Linked DNA regions of Sus scrofa: region 1 is linked to region 2. A link is a contact called in public Hi-C data. All regions are on one chromosome and are shown on one strand. The core of a region is the stretch at or near the end of the contact, and the rest is flanking DNA. Distances in the headings are between cores, read along the strand shown.

Evidence for each region. Hi-C and Micro-C count contacts between places; a contact is called where the count stands out from the background.
Region 1: a contact with region 2 is called in a Hi-C map of liver, with 1.9 times the contacts expected there. The contact joins two enhancer-like sites. A contact is called at or near these places in 3 of 47 Hi-C or Micro-C datasets (epiblast stem cells and liver).

The regions. Positions count from the first base shown.
Region 1 is chr14:1,582,806-1,587,315 of Sscrofa11.1, forward strand. The region is part of intron 5 of LOC106505879 (a long non-coding RNA gene); the gene reads left to right. Among named protein-coding and RNA genes, the nearest start is that of DIRAS2, 380 kb to the right of the region's middle. Within about 2 kb of position 2,861, at least 3 of the 83 cell types and tissues checked have an H3K27ac peak or open chromatin away from gene starts, as enhancers often do. A contact at or near this core is called in liver, where this site is marked.
Region 2 is chr14:1,317,547-1,322,087 of Sscrofa11.1, forward strand. No RefSeq gene overlaps it. Among named protein-coding and RNA genes, the nearest start is that of GADD45G, 150 kb to the left of the region's middle. Within about 2 kb of position 1,960, at least 5 of the 83 cell types and tissues checked have an H3K27ac peak or open chromatin away from gene starts, as enhancers often do. A contact at or near this core is called in liver, where this site is marked.

The DNA.
Region 1 (4,510 bases), core at 1,611-4,110, 270 kb after region 2:
TCCTGTGGTTGTAGGACTGAGGACCCTGCTCTCTTGCCAGCTATCAGCTGAAGGGCTTCTCAGTACCTATAGGATGTGCTTAGGCCCTTGCCATGTGGTCCCTTCTATACCTTCTCTCACTCTTAGAATCTCTCTTCCTTCAGGTTGTGCCCAGTCCTTTCCAGGATCACCTGTTTAGGTCAGGTCCACCTGGATAATTTCTATTTTGGATGGGCAAAGTCAACTGATTAGAAATCTAACCCTGAGGATGATGCCTCCTAATGCTTAAGGATTCCACCCTCACAAGGAAAGGATTCTTCAGGAAGTACATGGGAGGGAGTGGGAATCTTGGGGGTCCTTTTAGAATCCCTCCTACCAGAATGTATTTTTCTCATAACCATGCAAGACAAGAAACTTACCACAGCTAAATGAAGGAGGGTGAATAGTCTAGCGGTCTAAAGATCCTCCCCTGGAATCAACCAGCTTTGGCAGGTTTTACTGAGCTACCAGAGCCAGTTACTCATCTGCCCAGGGTTTCTCTTTCTGTATGATGCAGATATTGAGGACATGGATTTCATGAGGTTGTAGAGGAGAATTCTGTTGAGCTCATTCATGCAAAGCATTTGGTTAGTGCTTGACACATATGTATTAAGTCAGAGAAAGTAGGCTTCTCTCACGACTGCTATTTCTACAGTCAGCACTGGGCCATGGCAGCCTGTGCAAGAAGGTTATTGTAGGCATGCAAATCCCATCACATTGTTGTCAAAACCAAGTTTTGGAAAGGAGCCTAGAATTTTAGGGAGCTTGGGATGGGAATTCTGCAAACCGGGTCCAAGCCTTGAGGGGGTGATGTAGCAAGTATTGAGGAACCCAACAGCTCCTTCGATATGGCCAAATCTTCAACTAAACCTACACGTCCTGGGCAGGGTAGAGCATTAGTCATGGGAATGGGGAGCTGATAAGACAGAACCAACACACCCATGTGAGGCTGCTAGTGTCTGCAGTGCCTGCTTGGCACTTTTAAAAAGGACACCTAAGCGCCACTCCTGAGGTCTTAAGTACTGAAACTTGGCTACAGATTTCCCATGCTCTAGCTCTGCTTCTAATACCAATCTCCCTTGTGGCCTGATATGAGTTATTTAAGTTGCTTTCCTTCTGGGAAACAAGTTCCATGAACCCAACTCCCTGTATGGCCCCATGCCAGTTGGGTTACTTAAAAGCCTTGCTTTAAGTCAATCAAAACAGGGTCTGCCTGGGAGGGCATTCATTAGTGAATGCTGGCACAGCACCTTCTGAAGTTAATTATTGTTATTGGGAGGCATTCATTAAGAAGGTTGAGAATCGTTTTGCAAGAGGCGGTCTTTATTAAAATGCAAATTGTCCTATGCACCCTCTCCCCCCTCGAGCTTTGGAAATCAAAGAGAATTATGGAGTGTGTGTTTATTTTAAGACAGCTTTTCCCACCACCCTAGTCCTGTGACTTGCAGTTGAAGTCTTGGAATATTTGGATGCCTTTTGGCAAGTGGAAACTCATTTTGATCTATCTTTTGAGAAAGAAGAATCAGCAAGTATAGCTTTCTGAGCAGTTAGGGCCCACAGTGAACCTCTGATGCACATCGGAGACTCTAGGACCACTCTGGCCCACACGGCTGCCACCAGCCACATGTGGTCATCAAGTCCTTGAAATGCAGCTGGTCCCAATAGAGATGTGCTGTGTGTGTAAAACATACACAGAGTTTTTAAGACTTGGTATGGAGAAAATAATGAAAAATAACTGGTTAAAAATAAATGATGGTTTTTTGGGAGTACTAATTATGTGGAAATGATAATATTTGATCCATATTGGGGAAAATGACTTTTAGTATAAAAATTAATTCCACATGCTTCTTTTCACTTTTTTATTTTTAATTTTTTATTATAGTTGAGTTACAATGTTCTGCCAATTGCTGCTGTACAGAAAAGTGACCCAGACACACCCACCCCCCCCACACATATATTCTTTTTCTTATAATATCTTCCACCTATGTTTTAAATGAAGTTTCTAGGAAATTCAGTTATAGATGCATCTCTTGTACAGTGTTGATCAGGACAGTTCTAGGCCGAATGAAGGCCCCTGTCCAAACTTTTCCCTTCTTGTTCAGAATAACCTCTTTTCTGGGCACGCTGCCTCCCACGTAGCTGCCTGCACCCCTCCCAGCTCCAGACCAGAGGATGCTGGCTCATATGGTGTTGGCACCTCTTGCTAAAGCCCTCGCATAACCGCCATTGTCAGGGCTCACACCTGATTGCCTCTTGCACCTTCTCACCTCCCAGCCACCCTCATGCTCTTGTTTCAAAACACTCCAGGCCTGGAGTTCTCGTCGTGGCTCAGTGGTAACGAACTGGACTAGGATCCATGAGGACGCAGGTTCAATCCCTGGCCTCACTCAGGGGGTTAAGGATCTGGCATTGCTGTGAGCTGTGGATAGGTCGAAGATGCAGCTTGGATCTGGTGTTGCTGTGGCTGTGGCGTAGGCCAGCAGCTACAGCTCTGATTTGATGCCTACCCTGGGAACTTCCATATGCCATGGATGCAGCCTTGAAAGGACTAAAAACAAAACAAAATAAAAAACACTCCAAGTCTCTGGTTTCCCAAGCCACCCTGTGTGCTTCTAGCATGACTGCTCCAGGGGCCCCTTGTCTCCCCAAGACCACATCCCCACACATCTCTTCATGCAGTTTTCCTGCTCTCCCTGTGTTCCCATTGTCCTCGCATGTGTGTTTGTTACAACACATCGATGCTGTGTTGAAATTGCTCAATGTCCACCTTCTCATCCGACCCTGCTCTCCTCGGGCAAAGGACACCACATCTGTTCATCTGTGTCTCCACGGCATGTAGTAAATATTTGTTAAATGCCCGCAGAATGAAAGAAGCAGAGGGTAAGTAGTGCTAGGTTGCTAATACAGTGTGTCTGTACACAGCAACAGCTGAGGTGTTGAAAGCTTTGTTTTTGTTTTCATGTTTAACCATTTATTTTCTTTTAATAACAATGGAAACCACGGTAGGGAGTAAACCCAGTGGCACTCCACGGAGGTGAGAAAAAGTCCAAGTGCACTCTCTTTCCTTTCTGGGCATCCAGCCTCCCCTTGGGTCACCACTTCTCTCAGCCAGAGGTGGGATTCCTGGTATGATGGTGGGTTTCACGAGGGCTGAGATTTGCCCCCAGGTGCCAATTAGCCTCCTACGGGACGGAGATCTTGCAAACAGAAAGCTCAGAGGGTGTCTGGCTATTTGCCTGTTTTCACAGGAGATAGAAATCTCCTTGCTGCTATGCAGGGCAGTGTTTGTGTAGTTTAGTTTTAAGTCTGTTTGGGGTTGTTGAGGTCATGTTGCTTCATACAACTGGCTGTGCCCTCACTTGGCCTTCCATATGTGAGAATGCATCTGGCTCCTAGAAGCGGCTTTGGCCCATTTGCCTTCCCTCTGCTGGACCCCTCCTCAGGGCTCCTGGGGCAAGTCATTGCCGATTCAGACAGGGTGGTATGTTCCATGGATGTCCTGCTTCAAGAAAATTCAATAGACAGAGGGTTGAGTCACATGATTGATTAGGACAGAGTCTCTCCTTGAGAAGGGAGCTTCCTGGAGACTGACCATCGTGGCTCAGTGGTCACTATGAGAGAGTCCAAATCTACTATCTCGTTCACCCACAAAACTACAAGGTAAGTCCATTGCAAGCTGCAGAGTAAGAAAGAGGGGAGACTGTATCAGACCACAGGAAATCATCTGGAGCAAGTAATGGGATGCAGGCCGTGCAGGTTGTATTCTGGCTTTGGCCAGCCCAGCTCCTTTCCCGTGATGCTGGCCTGCTGGGTTGCTCAACACCCACTGCTATGCAACTGTCCCACCATGGAGGCCCTTCCCCAGGACTGATGGGAGGCTGTTTTTGCTCTGTTAGACCCAATTTGAAACTAATCAAGGTATCCTATTATGTTTATGGTATGTTTATGTTATATCGGTCCTACATTTATGTTATTTTCCTCTGAGGGATACAGGTTGTTGTCAGGCCAGGAAGTGGGCCATTTGGCAGTGGGTTCCAAGTTGCTGGTCCATCCAGCTCTCTGTAGTCTTCCATATGGCTGCCAGCATACTCCCTGCAGCTCCCCAGGCAGATGGCATGAAAACCCCAACCGGCGCAGCAGCCAGGGGTCCAGCTCTCTGCCTGGACTTCTGCAGATGAGATGTTGATGCTGGGAGAGTCTGCATGGCTGAATGTGAATAATCCTCCCCAGTTGTGCAGCCTGCTCCAGGAAGGCTTGGCATTAGAGCCAAGCTTACAGGTAAGCGTCGGGCATCCTACCACACCCACCACTTCCTTTCTGAGTCTCTCTGACTCAGGTCTTCCAGGGTTTCCTTGTCTTCATTTTCTTCTGCTCTTTTTCTTTCTTTTTTTTTTTTTTTTTTTTTTTTGTCTTTTTGCCTTTTCTTTCTAGAGCTACTCCCTCGGCATATGGAGGTTCCCAGGCTAGGGGTCGAATCAGAGGTGTAGCCACC
Region 2 (4,541 bases), core at 710-3,209:
GTGTGGACAAATTGGTTTGGGATACTCAGAGTGGACCAGGGCTGTGTGTGATTCTACAGGAAGGATTGTAGGAAGCTGTTTCTGAGTTTAGGGGACAATAAGACAGTCTTAAAATGGAGCTCTTATGTGCTAATGATCCCCAGGGCAGCTTGCAAAAATCAAGATAAAAATGCATCTTTAATTAAATGATGAAATTGCATCAAATCAGGCATATCATTGCAAAGCTGAGACTTGAGTTTTCTGTCCCTGCAAGAATCAGAGATAGACATGGGGAAGGACAGTGGGGCCACCTCATGGGTGAGTGGCACCTGAGCTGGTGAGGGGGTGACTGGAGTGGGTTGGGGGAGAGCATGGCAGGCAGAGGCTGCCTGTACAGGGCTGCTGAGGACAAGAACAAGCTCTGATTAAACCCTGGAGATGGAGGGCAGAGACCAAGAAATGCTCCTGTCTCCACTGTCTTTCCTTTTATGGAGGAAAATTTCGGCCTCTTTTCCACCTGAGGTATTTACTATTCTAAGATTCCTCCAGACTTTATTGAAGCTCTGAGGAAAGTCTTTTTTTTTTTTTTACTTTCTTTTTATGGCTGCACCCATGTTATATGGAAGTTCCCTGGCCAGGGCTGGAATCAGAGCTGCAGCGGAGGCCTATGCCACAGCCACAGAAATGCTGGATCCTTAACGCACTGAACCAGGCCAGGGATTGAGCAGGTCAGGGATGGAACCCGCATCCCCTGCAGAGACAATGTCAGGTCCTTAACCTGCTGAGCCACAATGGGAACTCCTAGGGGAAGTCTTATGAACTGAAAATTAGTAATTTAGACAACATAGCAAATAATTTTTTAAAAAGTTCATGCCGCTGGTGCAGCCCTAAAGAGAAAAATGACAACAACCATAACAAGTAAAAGACATTAAACAAAAAAAAAGTGATCAGAATGAGGGGTAGCAGTAACAGTAAAATATTCATGTGTGGGTGTGTGGGTGTGAGTAAAACACCAGCAATTGCAGGCTGAACTACTTTGTTTCATAATGAAAGATGCTACAGGGAAATCTTAGAGATACTTATTTACCAGACACTCTGGCCCTAGACTAATTTCTTGGAGAATTGATTTCATTTAAAAGACACCCTTAGCCTTTACCTAGAAGTGCAGAGGACCTCCCACTGGGATGCTTTCTGGCTCCAGATCCTTTCTGCAACTCATTTGCCTTGAAATCTGGCTTAAGATCATGCGTGATTTTGCAAAGATCCTGGTCAGTTTCCATTTGAGGCTGACGCCTGTGCTTAGTCAAAAGTCGAATTCTTGATTCTTTCCCACCTGGGTTTCCAGCTTTTAGAGCAGTCAGCCTGGGGGGCTTCGTTTGGGTGACAAGGGCTGTGTTTCCCTTTTGTGACTTCCTCTCACCCTCCATGCGTCCAAGTAATCAGAGAGCTCAGTAGTGAAAGAGCACAACTCTGAGCCAAGCCAAATGAAATGTGTTTTCATAGTGGCACTGCAATGATTATCTATCCTTCCTGTGCCCAAATGCTAGGATGACATTTGGGGAGAGACTGAAAGCCGTGTCTTTGATGACTCTTTCTGTGTGAGCCAGATGCTAGATGGACAGATAGAACTGAAATTGTAGCAAAGCAACAAGTGAACCATCATTGACATGGAACCATAAATATTTCTATTGCCATGGAGTCCCTCAGGAAACAAGATCTTGTTTACACCTAAACACACTCGAATTTATAGACATACGAGAATTCTATGTTGACAGCAAGCATCGAGGATCTAAAGAACCAAAAGAGTTCGGGAGACACGGGTTCAAGGCTGGAGATGGTCAGGCAGGTCTGAGAGAGCAGAGGCATCAGAGGTGGAGGGAGCTGCCTGCCGGGAGCGGGGAAAGGAGCCTGGGTGCTGGGCTGTGGGCTGAAGGATATGTTACCGACTGGGTAATGACGACCTCTTTTTATGGCTCTCTGTTATCACGGAGGCAGTGACAACAAGGCTGCGAGGCTGACAGGTCATCTGGAGTTGGGTAATATTCTAGCACATATTGATCTTGGATTGGCCCAGATCCAGGTTAATAATGAGTGTTTTCTTTCCAAAAGCAACTTTCTTTGCCCTTACGAAATAAAAATACTATGCAACTCCTGTATCTGCAAGCCCTTCAGAGGCTGGTTCAACAGAGGTCTCCATGACACGAATTCCAGAATTTTATGAGGCCTTCTCTATCTAATTCCCTGGTGAATGAAGACCTCTGAGCTGTGAAGGGACCCCTCACTCGTGTTTCCTGTCCCTTGTGCTCAAGCTTACAGACCCAGCTGCTGCCTCCCAGTGTCCCTCAGCAAACTATTCAGGTCCAGGGTCCCCTGTATGTCGCAGCCCAATGTGGAGCAATTCTGGCTGGCACAGCATTGGGGGGGGGGTACTTTTTCCCACCACATTTGTCCTTTTGTCATGTGGGATTTCACAGGGTGGCTATTTGGACCCTTCAACAGAGAGAAACCTCTTATAGATTCGAGCCTTAAAAAGCACACATGCCACAAACCAGTAAGACACCGAGTGTAGTAACTGTTTGACTTTGCGTTTAGAAGGAACATGGTTAATGTTTAGTTCGGAAAACCAGTGATGTTTGATAGTCAAGGTTAGTGTTTGGGGAGACTTGAAATGACAACATTAGTGAGTCCCACAGGTACTTGTCATGAACTCCCCATTCCTCCTTACCTGGCAATAAACCCCATCATGCCCATGCAGAGCTGTCTGCCGTGTCCTTCATCACCAGGGTGCAGGTCCCAGTTTGGTCTCAGCTGAGGCCCTATTTCAAATACAGGCACAACGCCGTCTGGTGATGACTCTCACCCAGTTATCTGATGTCGTCATGGGGATAACTCTAGGAGGGTGACTTTGTTTGTCTCCCAACCCGCACCAGGTTCATGTCCTGTGGACATGTGGACTTGTGAGGTGGACACATCTTATAGACTTGTTTTTCCCTCTGGTTTTTCATAACTCTGCAATGAGTTCCCTTGTGGCTCAGCGGGTTAAGGATCCAGTGTTGTCTGTGCTGTGGTTCAGATGGCGACTGTGGTGCAGGTTCGATCCCTGGTCTGGAAACTTCCACATGCTGGCGGCACGGCCAAAAAAAAAAAAGGAAAGAAAGAAAGAGAAAGAAAAGAAGTGACCACAAATAGCTCTTTAAATAAAAGTCAGGTAAGGAAAGCAACTATTTCATGGAAAAGGAGATCCTGTGTAAAGAGAATACCTACTTCACAGATGCATTTTCATTCTAGTTCCCCTTTACACTTTGTCATTGTCCTATAGAGATGAGGCACTGAGCCTTCAGTGTTTGCGCAAGTTGTCAAGTGCTTTGACCAAAGTCTGTGCTTGTTTTGTGGCGACTCTTCAGCGCTTCTCAGAGATGTTCAATTTCTAGTATCAGGCAGCTGCTGGCTTGGCCGCTGGCCCTTTCCCGGCTCCTGACCTTGAATTCCAGATGTGGGACCGAGGCTGTTGAAATAATTGGATGTGGGGGATGTCTCTTGTTACTGCTGCTCCCCAAAGTTTACATGACAACCCTCTAGTTCTTAGAGACTTATGAGGCATTCCTCGTATGACAAAGTCAATGCCAAGGCCCTTTCTGGTGTCTCACCAGGAAGCCCAATGTTTCAGAGTTTTTATCCACTCTCCACAAGCACCAGTAAGGTCTCAGGCCTTTGCCTTCATCCAACAAATGCTGAGCGCCTACTGAACCCCAGGAACCAGGCAAACAGTGGGCCAACTATGGTCACCTGTGCAGACACATTGCTGCCCTTCACAGATCTGTGCAGAGGGTAAGTTAGATTAAACAATAGCACCAACAAAAATGATAACTTAGCAAGCATTAGGAAGGAACTGATCCAAAGCTTGGGGGAATCATGATGGGGGTGGGGTGGGGACTTTGTTTTTGCTTCATGGGTCAGGAGAGGCCTCTCTCCAGAGGGGACATGGAGTGGAAGGCATGTCCTAAGCAGGAGGCTCAGCTGAGGTTGAAGGAGAGAAGTGAGGGAAGAGGCCCGTGGTACAAGATGAGGAAGGAAGGCCAGGAGCAGCCCCGGGTGTCAGGAGGTCGAGGCCCTGACAAGGACTGGGTTTTATTGAAGTCCAAGAAAAAGCCACTGAAGGATTTCAAGTGGGGAGACACAGATCTGATTTACACTTTAAGAAAACCACTAGTTTTGAGGTAGAGAATTCACTGGGGAAAGGAAAGTGTAAGAGGGAGAGACTGATTAAGAAGCCCTGCCCTGTTTCAGGGGAGGGGACAGCCACCTGGGCTGGGCAGCGGCCTTGCAGACATATTTTGGGGAGGGGGGGGCAGGGAGATGGAGGAAGGAAGACGAGGAGGAGTCTAGGTTTAAGGTGAGATCACCTGGGAGAACAGCACTTTCGTTTATAGAGATGGAGATGATGGAGTTGGAACAGGTTGGGAAAGAAAAATCAAGAGATCTGCGGATGTGATTTTGGTTATTTATTGCCACATTCAAAAACATTTCTTTTTTTTTTTTTTTTGTCATTCCTGGGGCTGTTC